Linked DNA regions of Triticum aestivum: region 2 is linked to region 1. Evidence: chromatin contacts called from public Hi-C data. All regions are on one chromosome and are shown on one strand. Each heading gives the region's core, a stretch centred on a gene start, on an enhancer-like site or on the middle of the called end of the contact. The rest is flanking DNA. Distances are from core to core; before and after follow the strand shown. Region 1 holds the start of LOC123112518. Region 2 holds the start of LOC123116456.

Region 1 (3,938 bases), core at 533-3,032:
ATTTCATAGGTAGATTAGGGAAGTGGCAAGATTATTAATTAGGGAAGTGGTAGATTAGGGACATAACCCTAAACCCTGTCGACACACAATATAGCATGGGCAAACTAGCAGAAGTCATTATGAACTGACGGAACCACCCCTTGATCTAGGTTATTGACATGTTCTCACGCTCCAACGAATGTTTGTTGGCGCGAAAGTTTGAATCGTTTGAGAGGTTTCTTGAGAGATAATACCAAATTAACGTTGACGATACCATAGTTTTCTTGAGAGGTCCATGCAACCCTACTGATAGACGATAGAACAAGGACACATTAGTAGAAGGCAGTGGCGGAGCTATGTACCTATGTACAAGTCTGCACCCCCCCCCCCAACTTTGTACCAAACTATGAAGAACTTTTTTTAATGAGGCCTTAAGTGAGAATTTTTAGCATTTCACACCCTCAAACACTCATGTTTTACTCTTGCCCCCCGCCCAACAGTTTCTACCTAGCTCCGCCACTGGTAGAAGGTCATGATTAACTCATTGAACCATCCCTCGCTCTAGGTTATCTGCATGTTCTCACACTCTAGCAGATGTTTGTTATCGTGGGAGTTTGAATCGTTGTAGAGGTTTCTTTAGAGAGACAATACCAAATTAAAGTTGTCGATGTCATAGTTTTCTGGACGTACATGTAACCCTAAACCCTACCGACAAATGATATAACATGGACATATTAGTAAAAGGTGATGATTAACTAACGAAACATCCCTCACTCTAGGTTATCCATGTTCTCGCACTCTAGTGGATGTTTGTTGTCGCGGGAGTTCGACTCGTTCGAGTGGTTTCTTTAGAGAGATAATACCAAATTAAAGTTCACGACACCATAGGTTTTCGGACGTACACGTAACCCTAAATCCTACCGAATGATATAACATGGACATATTAGTAAAAGGTCATGATTAACTAACAAAACATCCCTCGCTCGTGTGAGAGTTCAAATCAGTCGAGAGGTTTCTTTAGAGAGATGATACCAAATTAAAGTTGAGGACTCCATAGGTTTTCAGACGTACATGTAACCCTAAAGCCTATCGACGAATGATATAACATGGACACTAATGGAACGCCACTCGCTCTAGGTTATGGACATGTTCTCACACTCTGGCAGATGTTTGTCGCGCGTGGGAGTTTAAATTGTTCGACGGGTTTCTTGAGAGAGATAATACCAAATTAGAGTTGACGACGCCATAGGTTTTTGGACGTACACGCAACCCTAAACCCACCGACAAAAGATGAAACATGACAAATTAGTAAAAGGTTATGATCATTAACTCACGAAACCAACCCATCGCTCCAGGTTATCGCCATGTTCTCACACTCTTGCAGGTGTTCGTTGGCGTGGATGTTCTAAACGTTCGAGAGGTTTATTGAGAGGGATAATACCAAATTAAAGTAGCCGATACCAAAAAAATCCGACTTACACGTACCCTTAAACCCCACCGACACACCATACAACACGGGCAAATTAGTACTACAAGGCGACAGAACCATCCCTGATTCCAGGGTATCGGCTGGTTCTTACACTCAAGCGGATGTTTGTTCGACACTGAAGTCGAATAGTTCTAGAGGCATCTGGAAGGGGGTTCATGTTCCCCTAAAAAAAAGGAAGAAGAAAAGGGGTTTGTGTACCACACACTTTAGGCAGTAGTGTGGTGCATTGGGTTATAGGCCATAGAGGATCCTGGCCCTGGTGGGCGCCCATGCCGTGAGCCTACAAAGACCCCGCCTACCCAACTCCTCTCCTGTCGTTGCTCTTATCTTATCCCATCACCCATTTCTTCCTCTTTCCTCCCTCTCTCTCTCTCTCTCTCTCTCTCTTACACAAGTTGCTGCTGAGTTGGTGTTGTCCTTGTTCCTGGACGGACACATCCGACATGTCGACGGCGGTGGCGCGGCCCTTCGGCGGGTTCCCTGGATCGGGGAGGGCCAAGGGGGATGAGCTGCTCGGCAAGAAGATGAGCGACGGGTTCTTCATCGAGGAGGAGGAGGAAGAGGAGGCGGAGGAGGTGCTGACGGAGAGCTCCTCCATCGGGGCGCCGTCGCCGTCGAGCTCTTCCATCGGGGAGGACTCCTCGTCGGAGGTTGGTGGCGAAGGGGAAGACGAGGAGGTGGAGAGCAAGCTCAAGGAGGAGCCCGGGCTCGGGTGCCTGGACGCCCTGGAGGACTCCTTGCCCATCAAGTGAGTCAAATGCTTCTCTGAATATGCTTCCTTTTGCTTGCCCAAAATGAGGAAAAAAAGAAGATCTTTTTTGGGGATTCTTTGATCCATTTGCAAAAGCGCGAGTAGGAAATTAGTATGATGTTTCATCGTATTTAGAGATCACAAGTTATCATCGGTTCCTCAATTGCAATTGATTTGATCGAGCGAGGAAGAGAGGGGTATGGAAAATTGATCCTTCGTTTTCTTGGCGATTTTTCAGGAACGGGCTGTCAAGCTTCTACGCCGGCAAGTCCAAGTCCTTCACCAGCCTCGCGGAGGCGGCGGCGCGGGACGCCGTGAAGGAGCTCGCCAAGCCGGAGAACCCCTTCAACAAGCGCCGCCGCATTCTGGCCACCTGGTCGCGCCGCGCCTCCTGCAGCTCGCTGGCCACGGCCACCTACCTGCCCCCGCTCCTCGCCCCCGACCACGCCCTCCCCGAGGGCGACGAAGGCGAGGAAGACGACGACTCCGACTCCGGCTCCGACGAGCAGCACCGCGGCAAGAACGGGTGGGAGGCGCCGGCATTGCCGCCCCCTCGGCTCAGCGTGAACACCCAGACCGGCGCATCGGCGGCGAGGAGGGGCGGCAGCTTCAGGTCGCCGAGATCGTATTCACTGTCAGATCTTCGAAACGGCGGTGATGCTAGTTATAATCAGTAGCTGCGAATTCGCAGCCATTGATCTCTCTTGTGTCCCATAGATCTGTCACTACTACTTACTCCTTAATTATATATAAGTAAGCAATCGCAAGAGCATGTGTAAGTGTCTAAGCTAAATTCGTTGTGTTCTTGTATCCATGTCCTGGATCCCGTTGACCTCGCTCACCTCATGTACGCAGACATGTATGAACTGCTCCGGTGAACTGAGTTCACCGAACTGATCCAACACCCCGGCCATCATTAACTAATGATGAACGATCCTCGAGATAAGATTAGTTAGTTAATTAATGGCATCGCTCCTGATCCTTTCGTCCTGTACAAACATATATATACAATTTGTTGATGCAATTTGATTTGCTGGATAGGGGATCCCCGCCATGATTGTGCTCTACCACCAAGTGGGTAGGTCGCCCTTAAGCCATGCTTTTGCCTTGTGGTGGGAAGGGACGAAATGTGCCTTGAAATGGCCACCAACGAGGAAGAATCAGACAGCCTAAATCAATCCCAAGAAGAAAGAAAGAAAGATGGCGCTTTTGCAGGTACCGGTAGTAAACTTTGTGCCTAGAAAGGCAGATCCATGGGTACGCTTCTTTCCCCAGCAATCTGCGTGGTGCGTAGATCTGTCACCACGGCGGCAGTTTCTGTTCCGTTTTTTCTAAGGAAAGTTACGCCCCATGTTTGCGCCGAACGGGCGGCAAGAACAGAAACGGGTCGCCGCGTAAATAAACAAGCCGCTTGCTTTACCCCCAACACGACGTGGATCCATTCATTATTCCGGGGCTTGTTCCGCTTGTCTCTCTTGGCCTGGGAGAAGAGAAGTGGGTGAAACGTAGCAGTAGTAATAAATCAAGTAAATCACGGATCACAATCACGGCGACAAGGTCCCATTTGGCATCTGAAGTTTTTAACCTTGCTCTCGTATTGTTTTCATACAGCACCGTCGGTGCGTCGCACGAGCTGGGCTTGTCTTGTGATGGCTCACCTCAACCATTCTTTTCTCCGGGATTTTGGTTTCTCTCGGCGACAAGTCTGAAGAAGAAGGT
Region 2 (3,938 bases), core at 698-3,197, 340 kb before region 1:
CGCACCGAGGCCTGTTCCTCGGCGCAGCAGCAGCACCGCCCGTAACTGCAACTGCAAGTAACGAACAACCCATGTGACGCGGGCACCAACTTTAGCCCATCTGATCACTCATGTTTCGGGTTGGGTGAACTGAAAGAAAGAAATGTGAGCCACTACGATGAATAACTCTTAACCGAACAAAATCACTCTGTACGTACCAAGTTCTTGGGCCTTGGTTTTCATGGCACCCAATGCACCTAGTACCAACCATACGGTGTGGCAGACAGGTGGCCACATGTGGCATGCGTAATTGTGTGTTACTGCCGCCAGTTATGGCTTGGAGCAAGGCCAGAAGCCGTGGTGACCAAATGCAGCACCGGACAAAAAGCCCCTGAGGGCAGACTCTGGACGATGGCCCTGCATACGTCGCCTGCATGCCGTCTGTTCCTACGATCGACTGGAAGCTCTGGATTTATTTCACTTGTCATATACTCCACCGGCAACTTCATTCACTCAGACGCGCAGAGAACCAGAGACCAACAACAACCGAATGGATCTTTGTTATCTGTGCGTGTGGTGTGGATGAACCAGCTGCACAGTAGAATTTGGAGCATACTACGTACACTGTTGCGGTAGGGACAAATTAAGACTGCCGGATTTTGGAGGCGCGCACTGCGCAGTACGCGCAGGCTGTTACGGTAGAGACAAATGAAGATCTTCAGAAGAGAAAATAATTCACCACTGGACCGGCCGGAGAAGAGAAAAGGAGAGGGGGAAGGAAGCTGTGTCATGTCCCGATTAGCATGGAAGATTCTCCGTGTCTCTTCTCTCTCGGCGTCGGGCCGGACGGCGGCACCACCAGAAAGCACGCCCGCCGCACCCAAATCTCCATGGATTACCGGACATGGCATCCGAATTAATTAGCGAGAACGGTGGATCTATCCACCCGAATTGATTAGTCGCCTCGTCTCGTCCTTCATGCAGCTGCAGCAGGCAGCCGGCCGCATCCGCCATGGATGTTCTGAGCGCCGATCGATTGACAACAAGAGGATTCTGGCTGACATAAGGGGAATGAAGATAATTGCACAATTCTGAATTTCTGATACTACTGGCTATCATAATTAATTAATTAATTACCAGGATCTCTCTGAATTTTCTTACAACCTTCTTCCGCCCGTAATTAACAACCTACCTTATTATACAGCTTGCATGAGAATTTCACATAGCCATGGCAGAAGGAAGCACACATGCTACAAAGAACAACACCTTATTTATGTATATGATGAGACCAAACTCATAATTTACCATGGCCACGAACCCAGGAGAGGAGAGGAGGAGAGAAGCAAGCAGACTGTGAGAATTCTCCAGGAGATCAATCGACCGAACCGGGGTGGGCATGGGCGTCGACCAGATCGCAGCATCACCATCACGACGCCCGGATCCGCTTCTCGGCGGGCACGGGCATGGGCATCGACCGGAACACGGTGGAGAGGTCCCGCGGGACGGTGAGGCACACCCGTGCCGTCGTCGTCGCCGTCAGCGTCGGCCGCGACTTCCGCTTCAGCGCCGGAAGCCGGGGCACCGGCGGCTTGCGCGGCGCCGCTGGGCACTCCTCGGGCAGCAGGATCCTGCACTCCTTCGACGTCGGCGTCGACGGAGCCTTCTCCTCCTGCTCCGCCGCTGCAGCCTTCGTCGTCTTGTCCTCCGCTGCCGCCGACTCCTGCGTGGACGACGCCGGCGACGGAGAGGCCGAGGCGGCGTCGGAGGGCCGCGAAGGCGCCGTCTTGATCGGCGGCAGCGACGGCAGGGACTCGTCGGCGGAGGAGGCCATTGCTGTCGGCCGGATCGGCGGTGAAATTCGCGGCGCGAGTGGGTGGAATGGGATCGAATTCTTGTTCCCTGGTGGGTGCAGGAGGTGGGTAAAAAACAGAAGCGAGGAAAGAGAGAGAGAGGTTGGGGCTGTAGGCCTGTAGCGCCAAGGGGTTAAATAGTAGCGGCACCGAATAGAGGAGGGAGACAGGGAGGCGAAAGAAAAGAAAGGCATTTATGAAGGGTGTAATTGCAAACTTTTTGGGGGTTTAGTTTGCCATGAGTTATGTCCCTACTAACTGCTGACAGCGAGTGGTGCTGTTTATTACATTGAGTGAATTTTACTTAAGTCGGAGGAGGAGGCAAGACTTTTATGCATTTTGCAAATGGAACCTTCAATTCTGAGGACCTCCTTGATTTGCAATGTCACATATCACACTTGAATCATGCAATTGGTATCAAAGTTGAATAACTCTTTCTAAGAAGATATGAATCAATAGGAATTCTGTGAGTGTCGTAAAATAGAGCACAACCTCGGAAGAAGTGCATGGATGAACCCGGGTACATATGAACCCACTTTGAAAAACACATTTCTAAATGCAAAAAAAATCTGAAAAAAGTTGCACGGGTACGTCTTCATGTTTTATGTGCGTGCATAAAGTTTCACGGAAAAATCACTTTTTTGTGGCCTGTGCAAAAAAGACAAAAAATTATGTCGTAAACGCTATTTAGAAGCACTGGAATTTCTCTTTTTTGCGAAGGCAAACCAAAAAGGCATTTTCACAAAACTTTGTGTCGCGCACACACATTTGTGAACATGTATGCATGAAATTTTCTTTTATATTTTTTGACATTTTAAAACATGCTTAAAATGCATTTTTTTTCAAAAGTGGGTGTTGATGCCCCTGCGTTCAGGACGTGCCCACTCACAACCTTGGTTACTTCTTCATACCACAATATATATCTATATAATGCACCCCAACTATTACTACCATGACACAACATCTACACATTTGATATGCATGTATGGAACTCCAAGAATCCATGTAAGTACTCCCCCCCCCCCCCCCCGCGGCGCTATTTCTGATAGTGTTTTAGCGCATGTAACAAGCAACCAATAAATTTTCAGTAATGCCCGACGAAACTGGATGAAGCCATATCCTATCTAGTCTGCACTAAATTTTGTGTCTAGCTCCTAGATATATGTGGTGGAAAAACTATTAATATTGGGAGAACATTGCAATTCCTTTTTGGAACCTATTTGTTTGGGCTTTTGCTTTTGCAGCTTTTTCACTTTAACCAATAAGTCATAAAAGCTCCTAATTAGGTGATTTTGAAGCTTTTATGGCTTTTGATGAATCAATATAACAGCATTTGACTCCAAAAGCCATAAAAACTCCAAAAGCACTTATTTTAGGAGCTTTTATGGCTTTTTGAACAAAGTGAAAAGGTGACAAAAGCAGAAGCAAAAGCCCAAACAAACAGGGCCTTGGAAGTTGAAAGGTTAGAGTAGCATGAACATTTGGTGTGGCAAACTAGGATGGCCTCACTTGCAGGGATTAATTGCTATGTTCTAAAATGTTCTTAACGGGCAATGACAACCAGTACGTAATATCATGAGAAATTTTCACTTAAGTTCAGCTGCGAAGATGACATAAACACAAAAAACCTAACTCGCTAACATAACCGAAATCGATATACTTCATTCCCACTCAACACCATGGAATAAATGTATGTACATATCCTTACAATTGACCCCAGCTTTTTATAGCATTACTTACCATCCGTATTGTTGGTATGTCTATATCCAGCTCTAACGAATCCTAGAATTGCCCCCTTGCTTTCGCAGACAGTTTGTCGACAAGTGTAACAAATGGGAAGAAAATTCATGCAACGTCAGGCCAAAATGGATGACGCCTTATTCTATCTAGCGTGCATTAAATTGCATTCCTAGAGCCTAGATACGCGCAGACAAAACTAATATTGTGATATCTCACATTTGCATTTTTCTTTGGAAGTCAAAAGGTCGTAGGTAGAAAAATGGCATGTAGCTTATGCATTGTTATGAGAAACTAGAGTGTGGGGTGGCCTGGCATGCATATTAATAGTTGTGTTCTAAGTTGTTCTTAATTGGTGGTGATAACAGTAAT

What was found. A called contact is a pair of places that touch in the nucleus more often than the background predicts.
Region 2: a contact with region 1 is called in a Hi-C map of leaf, with 6 times the contacts expected there. The contact joins the promoter of LOC123116456 here to the promoter of LOC123112518 in region 1. A contact is called at or near these places in 1 of 5 Hi-C or Micro-C datasets (leaf) and 1 of 1 datasets of contacts at active chromatin or transcription factors (leaf).

The regions. Positions count from the first base shown.
Region 1 is chr5B:465,902,463-465,906,400 of IWGSC CS RefSeq v2.1, reverse strand. It overlaps LOC123112518, which reads left to right and starts at 1,782. Exons shown (of 2, transcript XM_044533528.1): 1 at 1,782-2,216; 2 at 2,458-3,257. The coding sequence starts at 1,912. The coding sequence ends at 2,896.
Region 2 is chr5B:466,237,689-466,241,626 of IWGSC CS RefSeq v2.1, reverse strand. LOC123116456 reads right to left here and starts at 1,947. Exons shown (of 1, transcript XM_044537408.1): 1 at 1,076-1,947. The coding sequence starts at 1,810. The coding sequence ends at 1,406.